Regions from separate parts of the Bos taurus genome. Here region 2 is linked to region 1. Evidence: chromatin contacts called from public Hi-C data. All regions are on one chromosome and are shown on one strand. The core of a region is the stretch at or near the end of the contact, and the rest is flanking DNA. Distances in the headings are between cores, read along the strand shown. Region 1 holds the start of SEPHS1 (selenophosphate synthetase 1). Region 2 holds the start of BEND7 (BEN domain containing 7).

The links. A called contact is a pair of places that touch in the nucleus more often than the background predicts.
Region 2: a Hi-C map of liver shows a contact between it and region 1, with 2.0 times the contacts expected there. The contact joins the promoter of BEND7 here to the promoter of SEPHS1 in region 1. A contact is called at or near these places in 4 of 11 Hi-C or Micro-C datasets (liver, skeletal muscle and skin fibroblasts).

What each region holds. Positions count from the first base shown.
Region 1 is chr13:28,031,346-28,037,451 of ARS-UCD2.0, forward strand. SEPHS1 (selenophosphate synthetase 1) reads right to left here and starts at 2,998. Exons shown (of 9, transcript NM_001075316.1): 1 at 2,802-2,998; 2 at 1-75.
Region 2 is chr13:28,225,599-28,231,704 of ARS-UCD2.0, forward strand. BEND7 (BEN domain containing 7) reads right to left here and starts at 2,908. Exons shown (of 9, transcript NM_001369852.1): 1 at 2,462-2,908; 2 at 1-74. The coding sequence starts at 2,522.

The sequences.
Region 1 (6,106 bases), core at 1,748-4,247:
TTCTTGGGCCCACACACCTCACGGCCGGGCTCCTCCCCTCCTTCTCCTACGCAGCTGGTTTCTTTATAGATCCACCTGGGTAGCACCAAAACACAAAGACACCATTGAGTTCTCACCAGTACTTGGCAAGAATCAAGTGAATATATGACAGTGAAAAGTAAACATGGAATGGGCTGAAATCACCAAGACGATAGGAAAACAGCCATCTGGGACCAGAATGGTTTGACACAGTGATGTACAAGCCAGGTAAGTCTTAAAAAGTGACTGTACCATTAGAGACATGTTCTGCATCTGTGTTGTTATAATTGTGGCTGCGAGGGGCACCAAGAAGACAGAACTATGGGCCAGCTGGCTTACAGGACACAGTGCCATCTTGAGCAAAAAGTCCCAAACGTTCTTCTAGCTGATGGCATTACAGGAAAACGAGTCACTTCACCTATCAACCAGGAAGTACTATGGTTTAGAAATGAGATGCCCTGGCTAACGTGACTTTTCAGGAAGACCTTTTGCTATCTAAAAGAAAAATAAAATACCTAACAGGCATTTTTGGTGAAATGGAAGTTGATGGATATGGATTTGATGAAATTCTTTATGATGCTAAATTCGATTTTAGAAAAATAGATTTTGATTCCAAGTCAGAAGTACACAAAATGATCCAAAACTATAGGAAGCCTGTCTAAAGAACACAATTTGAAACCTGGAATGGCTGTTTTAACACAGCAAGGTTCATTTTCTACAACAGAGCAGTGGAAAGTTAGTTCTCTGATGTTTTAATTCAGTGCTATTTCCTAGAAAGCAAATGCTGCCCAACTAACTAGTAAACACACATCATTGACAAAGTATACTACTACTCCTTACTGTTTCATTGCAGATCTATAGTGATAAACTGTACTAAATCACTAGCATTTATAGTTTGGGTTACCACTGGAAGTTTCTGGAACAAATCTTTCTAAGTTTGAAGCCTTGGGGCTAAATGAAAACCTTTCCTGCGCTCCCGGGGTTTATAAACTTCCAGACTGATGCTTTATTGGGCACAGAATAACAGACACCCCAAGTTTTAAGGTCAGTTTCCCCTATAAAATTCATGTTTAAGAACATAATTCCCATTTATAGAGTTTTCGATCCCTTGGGAAGCACATCACTCATTTAAAATAAATCTCACAAAGCCTGAGTTCAGGCAGTCATCCAAACTGTCTTTACAAAACCATGTTTGGGGTGAGCAATGATTTTGGTTTGAAACCTACAACTGTAAAGCAGTGAACCTTCCGACAGTCCAAGAAAACACCTGTGCAAAAGGAGGGCGCGAGGCTAATCAAGTTACAGACATGGGAATTCTGAAGCCATTTTACAGCTGGGAAAGTCCAACAGCACTTTGACTTGGAAGGGTTTGCAACAAAAACAACAGTCCTTTCCTCACCAAATGCCTCACACTTAACACCGCCTCACTCCTACCAGGGTCAGAAAAAAATCCAACTCACGAGGCATCCAGTTATTTTCCTACCTCCAATCCCTATCCAAAAATAAAGGCGGGGAGGGGAATCTGGAACTCAGGAGACTAGCTTCCTTTTAAATCTTCCAAGATTTTTAACGGCAAAAAGTTTAAAACACCTTAAGCCCAGAAGGCACTCAGGAGTTTCAAATTTCCAAATAGAATGAGGGACGTAGATCACACAAATCTCAATCCAAAAAAAAAAAAATCTTGCTTTTTTTGGAGATGGGGGGGGGGCCCTGAAGAAAGGTGAAATTAATGGCGGGGCGGGGGGTGGGTTGCATAATATGCAGTCCACTAGAACCCCAAAGCCGCCTGTTTACACCTTTAAAACAATGACATGAATATTTAAAGCAACGGTTAACCCTTTTTTTCCCAGCCACGTTTTAATTTTTTCAAACGAGGGCGCCAAGCTGGCCGCAGAGCCGGGGGAGCGCGGTGAGTGGGGGCAGTTAAGAGGGCAGCCCCGGCCCGGTACCTACCTCCCCCAAGGTTCCCAAGCCCAGGAAACAAACAACGGGGAGGACGCGGCGACTTGGGCGCAAGGGGCGCGTGCCCAGCGGGAAGCACACGTCGGGGCGGCGGAGGGCAGCGCTCGGGGACACCTTAAATCCCTGGCTGCCGCCTTTAAAGGCCACCCGGGCCCGGATTCTTTGTGCGGCGCGGCCAGGAGGAGGCGGAGCGGGGCAGCCGACGGGGCCATGCCCGCCCGCCCGCTCTCTGTCCCGGCGGCAGCGGGAACCGCGCGGCCCAGGCCGCGGGGAGGGCGCGAGGCCCGCACGGCCCCACTAGCCGCGATGGGTCTTCGGGTTCGCGGGCCGGCCAGGCCGGGGCGCCAGGCGTCAGGAGGCGCCCGCGGGGCCGAAGAGAGGGCGCGCGCGGGCGGGGGGGAGGCGGGGAGGGCCTGAAGGCGCCGCGCCCCGGGGACCGGGCTGGGCTCTCTCGCCGCGCGCGCGGGCCGCCGCCGCACAAAAAATGTCGGCGGGCGAAAAAATTAACCCCTGCGTCGCCGCCGCCGCCCTCCCCCTCCACTCCTCCCCCGCCCTCTCCTCCCTCCCTCCTTCCCCGGCCCCGCGCGGCGGCCGCGGCGGCGGCGGCGGCGGCGGCGCGGGCGGTGCTTCTTTTTTAAAGCGGCCCCACCAAGCCCTGGCTCGGCCCCTCTCCAGGCAGCGCTGCAGAGCGCCGGTCGTGCACGGCTCCCGGCGCGCCCGGGCGGCCCGCGGGGGGATCCGCACGGCCGCCCTGGGCCTGCGGACGAATATTCCCCTTTAAGCCTGGTGTCTCGCCCCCCCTCCCCGAGCCAGGCGCTTACCGGTTCGCTTTGCGCCCTCCGCCTCCTCCCGCGAACGGGACTCCGCCGCTCCCACAATGCACCGGGCGCGGCCGGGCTCCCTTAAGCGTCGCCTGAATAAAAAGGCCTCTCCCGGCGGCGGCGCGGAGGGCGGGAGGGCCCCGGCCCGCGCCTGGGCGCCGCGGGGGCTCGGCCTGCCTCGGCGGGCCCCTGCCGGGAACCAGGGCCGCCGCGCTCCGCCGTGCGCCGCGCGCGAGGGGCCTTTAAGGGCCGGCTCCCTCCCTTTAAGAGGCGGCGGGCCGCGGCCGGAGCGGCTCGGTGGCTGCGTGCGGCCCGGGAAAGGGGGCGGGGGCGATGTGCAGGCCCGAGCGCGGCAATGATTGGTCTCGGGGGAGGGGTGGGGGGTTGCAAGCCCGAGGAGCGGTGGCATCCGTTGCACGATGCAAAAAGGATTGATTTCAAAAGTTGCGAGTTGCATTGGCAGCAGCCTTTGGCGCCCGGGCCACCTCCTTTTCCTTGACCCGCTGGAAGGGCCGGGAATGTTTCCCAAAACCTGGCGGGGTTCAACCGTGCTGCGTTCTGCGGGACGCTGTACCTGCTCCCCGAGCGCTGCCGTCGTTCCTACCGGCAGACAATGAGCACGGAGACAATTTGAAAGTCGGGTGAGAGCAGAGGGAATGCCCCCTCTGCCGCGACGAAAGACTTAGAAACACAGACGGCGCGTTTGATTAATAACGACTCTCCCTTCTATTGTTCAGCCTGGCTCGGGAGATCACACGAGCCTTGGTGAACACGCACACGTCCTGCGAAGTTTCTTGAACGTTTCATGCGTTTGGTAGGAAGTCAGAGATTAAGGTTCCTCAGTTACATTGTTTGCTCTCCACAGGTCCAAGTCAACATGGCAGCCTAGTACCGCATGTGTTTGAATGAACACCCAAGGGAGAGATTCACCTTCTGAGATTACTTTTTTCAGATTTTCAACTTTCTAATACGTTGCTGAAGCCAATAAAGTAAAATGCTTTCCTACGACGCCTTTTCGTGCTTCCCTTGAAACCGAGAAGTTGGAAACTGACCAATCTTTTCTAGAGTGGTTCAGCATTTTCCAAATATATTTCGGAGCAGGAGTGTTTTTTGTTTTTTTAACCAGTTTTTTTAACTGCTGTAGGTTCTGTTGTCAGGTTTGTAGGCTACGCAGATGCCTATTTCATTCTTAAAATTTCTGCTTGGCAGTTCCCCAGGGTTTTGATCTGGGTGCAGTCTAGGAGACTGGGCTGTTGCAGGCTCCTCGCGGTCTTTTCTCCGTAGCGTTTCGGGAAGTTAGGAAAGAACACAGTAGCCTAGATTCTTTAATGTGATGTGTTGGAGTTTTGTCAGAGTGACATAACCTACTGGTTGACAAACCTAGATTTGCCTCTGAATCGCCTGGGGTAACCCACGTGCAGGCACTCCCCAGGCAGCACTCCAGATGTCCAGAATCTGGAAAGGGGGATGAATGTCGCTTAATTCCTCTTATCTCCGCCCTTTTAAAATCGATTTTGTGAGTTGTCCGAGGCCTTTTGGTATTGTGTGTTTACTTTTTAGCAAAAAAAAAAAAGTCACAACTGAAAAAAAAAGATCTTGGGAGATTAAGGGTAAGGTGGCTTACTCAAGAGAGGTGAGTAGGACCCTCTCTGAAGATTCATGTCTCATGCTGAGTTTGGTGTTTCTGCCGTAGTCAGCAGAGTTTGGCAGATTTGGTTTTTACAAGCTTAGCTTGTAGAAGAAGGCTGTACCACATTTGGGAGGACATCCTCTCTCTGCCAGAAGGGAAGACAGGGCCACATCTACGGTGAAGAGGGAATTATGCAAGTCAGTCGTAGAGTCGAGGGCACCTGACCCAAAGCTGCAGGAATTCGGACCTGGGAAAGAATTTCAGATGATTTAGTGTGTTATCAGAAGAAGTGTAAGATGACCCCCAGATTTCTGGTTTGAGGGGAACAGAGTAAATAGTGAGGCTACTAGTTGAAACGAAACTATTAGCATGCAAACAAGTTTGAGGTGAGTTCAGGTTTGGAAATGTTAAATTATAGGTGCTCAACTGATATTCTAGGCAGAAGGCAATTGGTAAAATGAGGTCTGCCGCTTGGGGTGGGGGTGGACTCTGAGTTTGAGATGCAAATGTGGGAACCATCAGCATGTAAATGGGGTTTGAAGCCCCGGAAAGGGTTGAGATTAACCAGGAATGAGAGGAGAGGGGGAATAAAAATGAAAGAGACCTTGGACAGAGCCTGGCAGAGCTTCAGACCTGAATGGCTGGGCGAGGCTGAGGCTGATCCCTGCTTTGTGTGGGAGGCAAGCGTTCTCAGAAACCGCTCCTTCCTCCCCAGCCCCTGGGGTTGGAGCCCTTCGGCAGCTCCAGCACACCTTGAGTCAAATTCTGCCAAGCAGAGTTTGTGGACTCTTATTTAAGCCACGATGCCTTGATGTCTCGGGGTCAGGTAATCCACCAGATCTCTCATCCCTCCCTTCTTTGCCCTAAACACAAGCCTCTCTCTGTGCTTCCCCCCCATCAGCTTTCTATGAGTCTTCCCCAGGGGGTTCATCAGAGTCACATCCTGTTGAGAACCATCCCCCTGTGGTCTCAGGTCCTACCAGCTCCTACTGAACAGATGGTTCTCCTGGGTCATGTTACCTGCTGGAGGCTTGTTACAACTACGAATTTACCAGCCCCACCCCAAAGATGATATCTATCAGGTGTAATGGGTGGAATTGTGACAAAGATTCTTTGCTTGGCCGAACCTGTAGTGGGTCTCCTGAACCTCCTCCTAGACCCATCCATGCACTTCCTTGTAAAATCCAGTCCTAGCAAATCTGACGGAGAAGGCAATGGCACCCCACTCCAGTACTCTTGCCTGGAGAATCCCATGGATGGAAGAGCCTGGTAGGCTGCAGTCCACGGGGTCGCTAAGAGTTGGACACGACTGAGCGACTTCACTTTCACTTTTCACTTTCATGCATTGGAGAGGGAAATGGCAACCCACTCCAGTATTCTTGCCTGGAGAATCCCAGGGACGGGGGAGCCTGTTGGGCTGCCGTCTATGGGGTCGCACAGAGTCGGACAACGACTGAAGCGACTTAGCAGCAGCAGCAGCAAATCTGATCACCCTCAATGTCTGAACAGGGTCCTTGTCCTCCACCATCACCCAGGCGCTTGATCACCCTGGCCTGCCTTCAGCAAGTGCTTCTAGAGCCGTGCTGTCCAATAAATACTATAACTACTCTTCATAGTCCCTTTTGAGAGCTTGGAATGTCCCACATGTAATGTGCTCTCTGTGGAAAATGCACTG
Region 2 (6,106 bases), core at 1,658-4,157, 190 kb after region 1:
GGGTTGTGTCTCTTTGGCCTCCCCATTAACATCGCTGCTGAAGTCTGAGATCTTATAGACCTCATGGTGATAATCTGGGGTGAGAAAACAGCCAAAAATTAGAATTCTAATGACCTGCAAGATATGAATAAGCAAGAAAGGCGAGAATCTCATTATATACATTATGTGTAAGCTACACTTCATAATTTTTTGAGATCTCAGTTCATCACAGAATTTGCAGTCCCTGGTAATCCCTACCGCTCTGCTTACTCTGGAGAAGTACACAAGCTTGAAACTATTATTTTGACTTTAGAAAACAGCTCTGCTTGATCACACAGTTTTCACAGGAAATTTGGTCCACAAATGCCAATTACATACCAGGCTTCTTTTCTTCCAAATGACAAGTATTTTTATAAGGAAAAGAAAAAACCTTGCCCAATCATAGGCCAGGAGAAGATTCCAAATTTATCTCCACAACCCATTTGCATGAGTAGATGATAGTACGCTTCAGAGTTACCTGGTACTCTTAGTTTATCCAGAGAAATCCTAGCCTTTGAGCAGCTTGCAGGCAAGCACACATGAAAAATACTGATTTGTTATTTCAAATATAGTATAATTTGGAATAAGTAAGCGGGTCTTGCATTCGGCTACCACACTTCAACATACAATCGTTTAAGTTCTAAAAATGCACCTGCAGAGCAGAGAGAAAAATCAGACCCGTAATTTTTTTTTTTAAAAAAGGAAAAAGACAGACTTGCTATGTCAGTCAGACTTTAAAATACAGTATTTTACAAGCTTCTCTAAAGAGGCTACTGCACTTTGGCAACTGTTTCCAAAAAGTAGGATTGCTTAAGTAAGAAACTAGACAATCCTTCTTAACAGTGATTCCCTTTTGGGGGCCTTAGCCCTCCCAGAACAAGGTTTACAAAACGTATCTCACTTTTAAGATAAAGTAGTAAGTTCCATGAGTTTGAGCAAACTCCGGGAGATAGGGAAGGACGGGGAAGTCCGGCATGCTGCAGTCCATGGGGTCACAGAGTTGGACGCGACTGAGCAACTGAACAACAAAGTAAGTTCCCTGAGGTCATAAATAAGAAAGCCACCTAGATTCCAAAATGAATCAGACAGACCAACAGGCCAGTCATAAATGGAGGTGCTTTTAAAGTACAAATGACTGAGAAATCAACCCTGCTGGGGATAAAAAAACTGTACAGGGTAAAAAGCAAAGCCAAATATTTTGAATATGTACAACTACGCCAGGCTTTTTTCATCAAACAGTATCCAAACTAAATCGGAGTTAACAGATAGGAGTAGATCTTCAAAATGTCTATAATCAAAATCAGTTTCAGACTAACCGAAAGCAGGCTTTATTGAATCTACACCATAGTTAGCTTAGCTGGAAATTGCAATCGCCCTCTAATTTTCATCAGCTTACATGTGACTTCTCCAGGTTGGTAAAACAATCGCCTTGCTCTCTAGTCTGATGCCAATGCTAGATACTACAACAGAGGAACAAAGTGGACAGGTTCTCTGGTTTGGTTTTGACTTCAAGCTGACTTAAAGACGACACTTAAACAGGATTATTCTAAACTCAATATTGGGACTTGTGACATGACGGGGAGAAAAAGTCACCTGCCTCTAATTTAAAGTGACACAATGCATTTTGATAGGCATAATTTTTTGTCTGCCCTTACATTCTTATCGTTTTTTGAAAAGTCAAATCAGGAAAAATAAAGACTCTTTAACAAGTCACCGAACACAGGCAAGACTATTCAACTTTCCTCTCCCCTCATAAAATAAACCCAAGCCCAGAGACCGCGGTGTACACCTGTTAAATCGTCAGGGACCGGCTGGATTTTTTGTTTTTGTTTTTTTCTTTTTAATGATATTTATCTGACTGTTACGTGATCTATTCGAAAACATCTTTCCTGCCCAAATAACATACTCGGGAAAGATGCTGCATGTCATCAATTCTTCTCTGGGCTTGGACACCTAATGAGCTTCTTTCTCGGTCTTACAACAGCCACCACCACCTTTTCTCCTTTTTGCAGGAGGGGAGGAAAAAAGCAAACCAACCCCAAACCACCACGACCACTGGTCCGGGTGGGTGTCCGCACGGCCTGATGGACACGCGTCCTCCCCCACCCGGCCGCCAAACCACAGGAGAGGAATACCAAAGAAGGCTCCCCGCTCTCCAAGTGTCATTGTTTGCTAATTTCCTGATGTGCCCTCCGACTTGTTTACGCGGAATCACATCCTGCCTCCCCCCTCACCCGCAGCCGCACAACTTTCCTCGCCGCCCGGCGTGTGTGCGGCCGAAGCCCGACTCGGGGAGGGGACCCGGGGCGGGGGGAGGGGGGGTACCAGGAGCCCCGGCCCTCGGAGTTGGCCGCACCGGGGGCCGGGGGCTGTTTACGCGGCGGCCAAGTCCTCCCTCGGCCGCCCGCACGCCCCCCGCCCGGCCCGGCCCGGCCCCGCTTACCTCGGTTCACCAGTTTGAAGCTCTGGGATTTCCTGCTCCGCTTCCTCTCCGAGAACTCCATGGTGCGGCGGGCGGGCAGGGCAGGGGCTGCGGCCGGGCGGAGGGACAGAGGGAGCGGCGGCAGAGGCGGCGGCGGCGGCGCTGGCTCTTGTCACCCGGCAGCGGGAGCGCGGGGACCAAGGTCCGTCTCTTGGATCCGCAGGGGGGAGGCACAAGCAAGGGAAAAACCACTCGAGCCCGCCCGGGGGCTGCGGCCGGCGGGGCCGGGCGGGAGGCGCTCTCCCGGGCGAAGTTGCCCCCTCCTGGCCGCCGCTCAGCTCGCCCCCCGACCCCGGCTCATCCCCGGCTGCCGGGCTAGACGCCGCCGGAGCCGAACTTTCCGTTGGGGAGCGAGTTGGGGGCGGGGAGGGCGGGCCGGGGCTGCCGGCGCCCTGGGCGCTCGCCGCGGGCCGGCCTGGGTACAGCTCCGGACGCGGCGGCGGCGGCGAGCGCGGCCCCGGGGACGCGGCGGGAGGGCCGAGGGCGGCGGCGGCGGCGGCGGCGGCGGCAGGGTGCGAGCCGGGTCGGGGCGCTGACCGCCCCCGCGGGAGGAGGGGCGCCGGGAGGAGGCGGCGCCGCCGGGACCCCGGGGCCACCTGCTGGCGGAGCGCGGCCGCCGCCATCCCCCGGGGCCCGGGCAGCCGCCACCCACCGGCCTGGCCGCGCAGCGCCCGGAGGAGGAGCCAGAGGCCGCGGCGCAGCGCCCTCGGCCCGGCCGGCCCACCCGCCCCCGGGGACCGCCGTCCCTGCCAGGCGCTGGGATCCCGACGCCGGTGTCTCGGGGGCCGGCGAGTCGGGGTGCGGCTGCCCAGGGGGGGCCTGGCTCCCGGCTCCGAGCTCGCCTGTATCTTCCCGGGGCCGATCTTGTTCTCAACGACTCTGGGTGTCGGCGACCCTTCTGGCCAGCCCACTCTTCTCGCCGTGAGGTTCAGGGTGTCGGAGGGCCAGACACTGGTTTCAGGCAAGTTTTAGGGGGGAAAAAAAATCAACCAAAACCCAAAAACTTACCCATCTGAACTCTGCAAGGAAAAGAGATTTTAGAATTTACTGATCAGCCGAGTATGGAAAAGAGTGAGCTTTAGTTCTTTACTCCAATGCGAGGAGGGATGTAGGAAGATTGGGAGTTAAGTTCAAGGAGAGAACTTCGAATGTGGGGCTTGGAGACGGTGGATGGGGTGAGCAATGCGACGTCAGTGGGTGCCCCACCTCTCTTCTGACTCTTAGGGAAGACATGGCCAAGGCAGGTGCAGAGGACTCTGCCATTGGGTGTACTAAAGCCAGAAAAATCGGCAGGAATGGAAAGCTTGTGTTAGTTTTATATTGTATTCTTTTCTAGGGAGTTAAGAGTACACTCCATTGCTTTTTCACAACAACTTTATTGTGGGGATGGAAGAGAATTCTATACCAGCGGGGACTGGCAGGTCAGAAATGTGATCTGATAAGCTGAAAAGTACCGCCACCAAACTGGGCATCTCTAGACGCAAATACAAAGAGAGTAAAGAGATGGACGTCGGAACCAGCACTGTGACAAGTTCAGGTGACCTCAAAAGAGTGGAGAGGAAATAAGGGGGGAGGGTATGTTGATAAATGCGGTAACACTGCCAGTCTCACTCAAATGAGGAGGCTCAGGACTCACTCTTTTTCTTTTTTTATAATTTAATGTATTATTTATTTTTGGCAGTACTGGGTCTTCCTTGCTGGGCAGGTTTTTCTCTAGTTTTGGTGCTCAGGCTTCCCTTTGCAATGGCTTCTCTTGTTCTGGAGCACCGGCTCTAGGGCTCAAGGACTCCTTAGTTTCAGTTCCCAGGCTTTAGAACACAGGCTCAGTAGTTGTGAAACTTATTTGCTCCGCAGCACGTGGGATCCTCCGGTATCAGGGATCGAAGCCGTGTCTCCTGTATTAGCAGGCAGATTCTTTACCATGGAGATACTAAGGAAGCCCCAGGAAAGAGAAAAAGATAAGTTGGAGGCAACCTGCATAAGCATATACACACCAGGAAATCAAGGAACCAGGTAACCCGTCAAATGGCAGAAGCAGAGCCTGGTATACCTTCTGAGGTCTTACATTAGGTGGTACATATGTGATAAGTGATATGGGAGGCTTGTTTCAAAGTGAGAAAAAGGACCGTTCAGGGGACTTCCCTGGTGGTCGGGTGGTTAGGACTCTGCACTTAATGCGGGGGGCTCAGGTTCCATCCCTGGTCAAGGAACTATGATCCTGCATGCCAGTGCAGCAGGGGCCAAAAAAACAAGAGGAGTGTTCCTTCTGTTCGATAAAATGAACCCTTAAATAAGAGGTTTTAAATTTTTTTCTCACTGTCTCCTTGGAGATTATATTCAGAGTTCAGGGCCTTTTCCTAGAAAATATGTGTAGGACAAACAAAATTGTATACATTTTTCGGAGTTCTAAAAGGTAGCAGAAAGGATTAAAGTGATAACAAGGGTTGGTCAACTACTCTATTTGGTTTTCTACTGGGTTTTTTTGCCTCTCTTTCTTTAAAATACCTGAAGGTGTTTTGAAGATTTCTAAAGAAACAGAGCACCTGATTCTGTCCCCTGGGCAGGGACCCCTTCTTTCTTTTTTTTAGTGCCTTTAAAAATGTTATTCCAGAAGCCACAGGCTGAGGACTGTACTGATTGAAGAACATTTAGGATTGTTCATGCCTTGGAGCATAAAATGAGACTTTATTATGCTTGCTATGATAAAATCATTGAAGGTACCATACCAAGAAGCAGATCCCTAGGGGGATATTAACAACTTAGCATTTTCAGTTCAAGTGGGAATATGAATTCCGTTTGCTGAAGAAAATATTTTTTATATAGTTAAGAAAAGATATTTCATTGTGATAATGTTTTAAAATAATGATTGTTCTTCTTGACCCTTCTTCCTGGCTCAACAGAAATGGTCTGTGAGCAAGTTGGTCTACAGAGGCCATAGATCAGGCCTGTCCTATTAACAGGTAGAGAAAATCAACAAATATTTGTTTATTCTCCACATTGTGCAAATCACCATGCCTTTATATAACAAAAAAGATAATATATTCAAAATTACCGTTAATAAAAGATCTAAATAAGAGGGCTTCCCTGGTGGCTCAGTGGTAAAGAATCTGCCTGCCAATGCAGGAGATGCTGGTTCAATCCCTGGGCCAGGAAGATCCCCTAGAGAAGGATATGGCAACACACTCCAGTCTTCTTGTCTGAAAAATCCCATGAACAGAGGAGCCTGACGGGATACAGCCCATGGGGTCCCAAAGAGTCAGACATGACTTAAGCGACTAAACTAGAACAAAAGATTAATAATGATGTTTAATTAGAGATTGCTTTAAGTGGTAGATATTAGTTGCTTGAGCTGCCATACAAAATGCAATAGATGAAGTGGTTTCAACAATTGAAATTGACTTTCTCATGGTTCTGAAGACTAGAACCCTGGATTCAGTTCTGGCAGAATTAGTTCCTGGTGAGGGCTCTCTTGTTGGCTTGTAGACAGCTGCCTTCTCACAGTGGTGGAAAGAGAGTTCTGATCTCTTCTTATAATCCCATCATCAGTGCCCCACTCTCTTGGCCTCATCCAAAACCTGATTACCTCCCAAAGGCTCTACCTCTCAG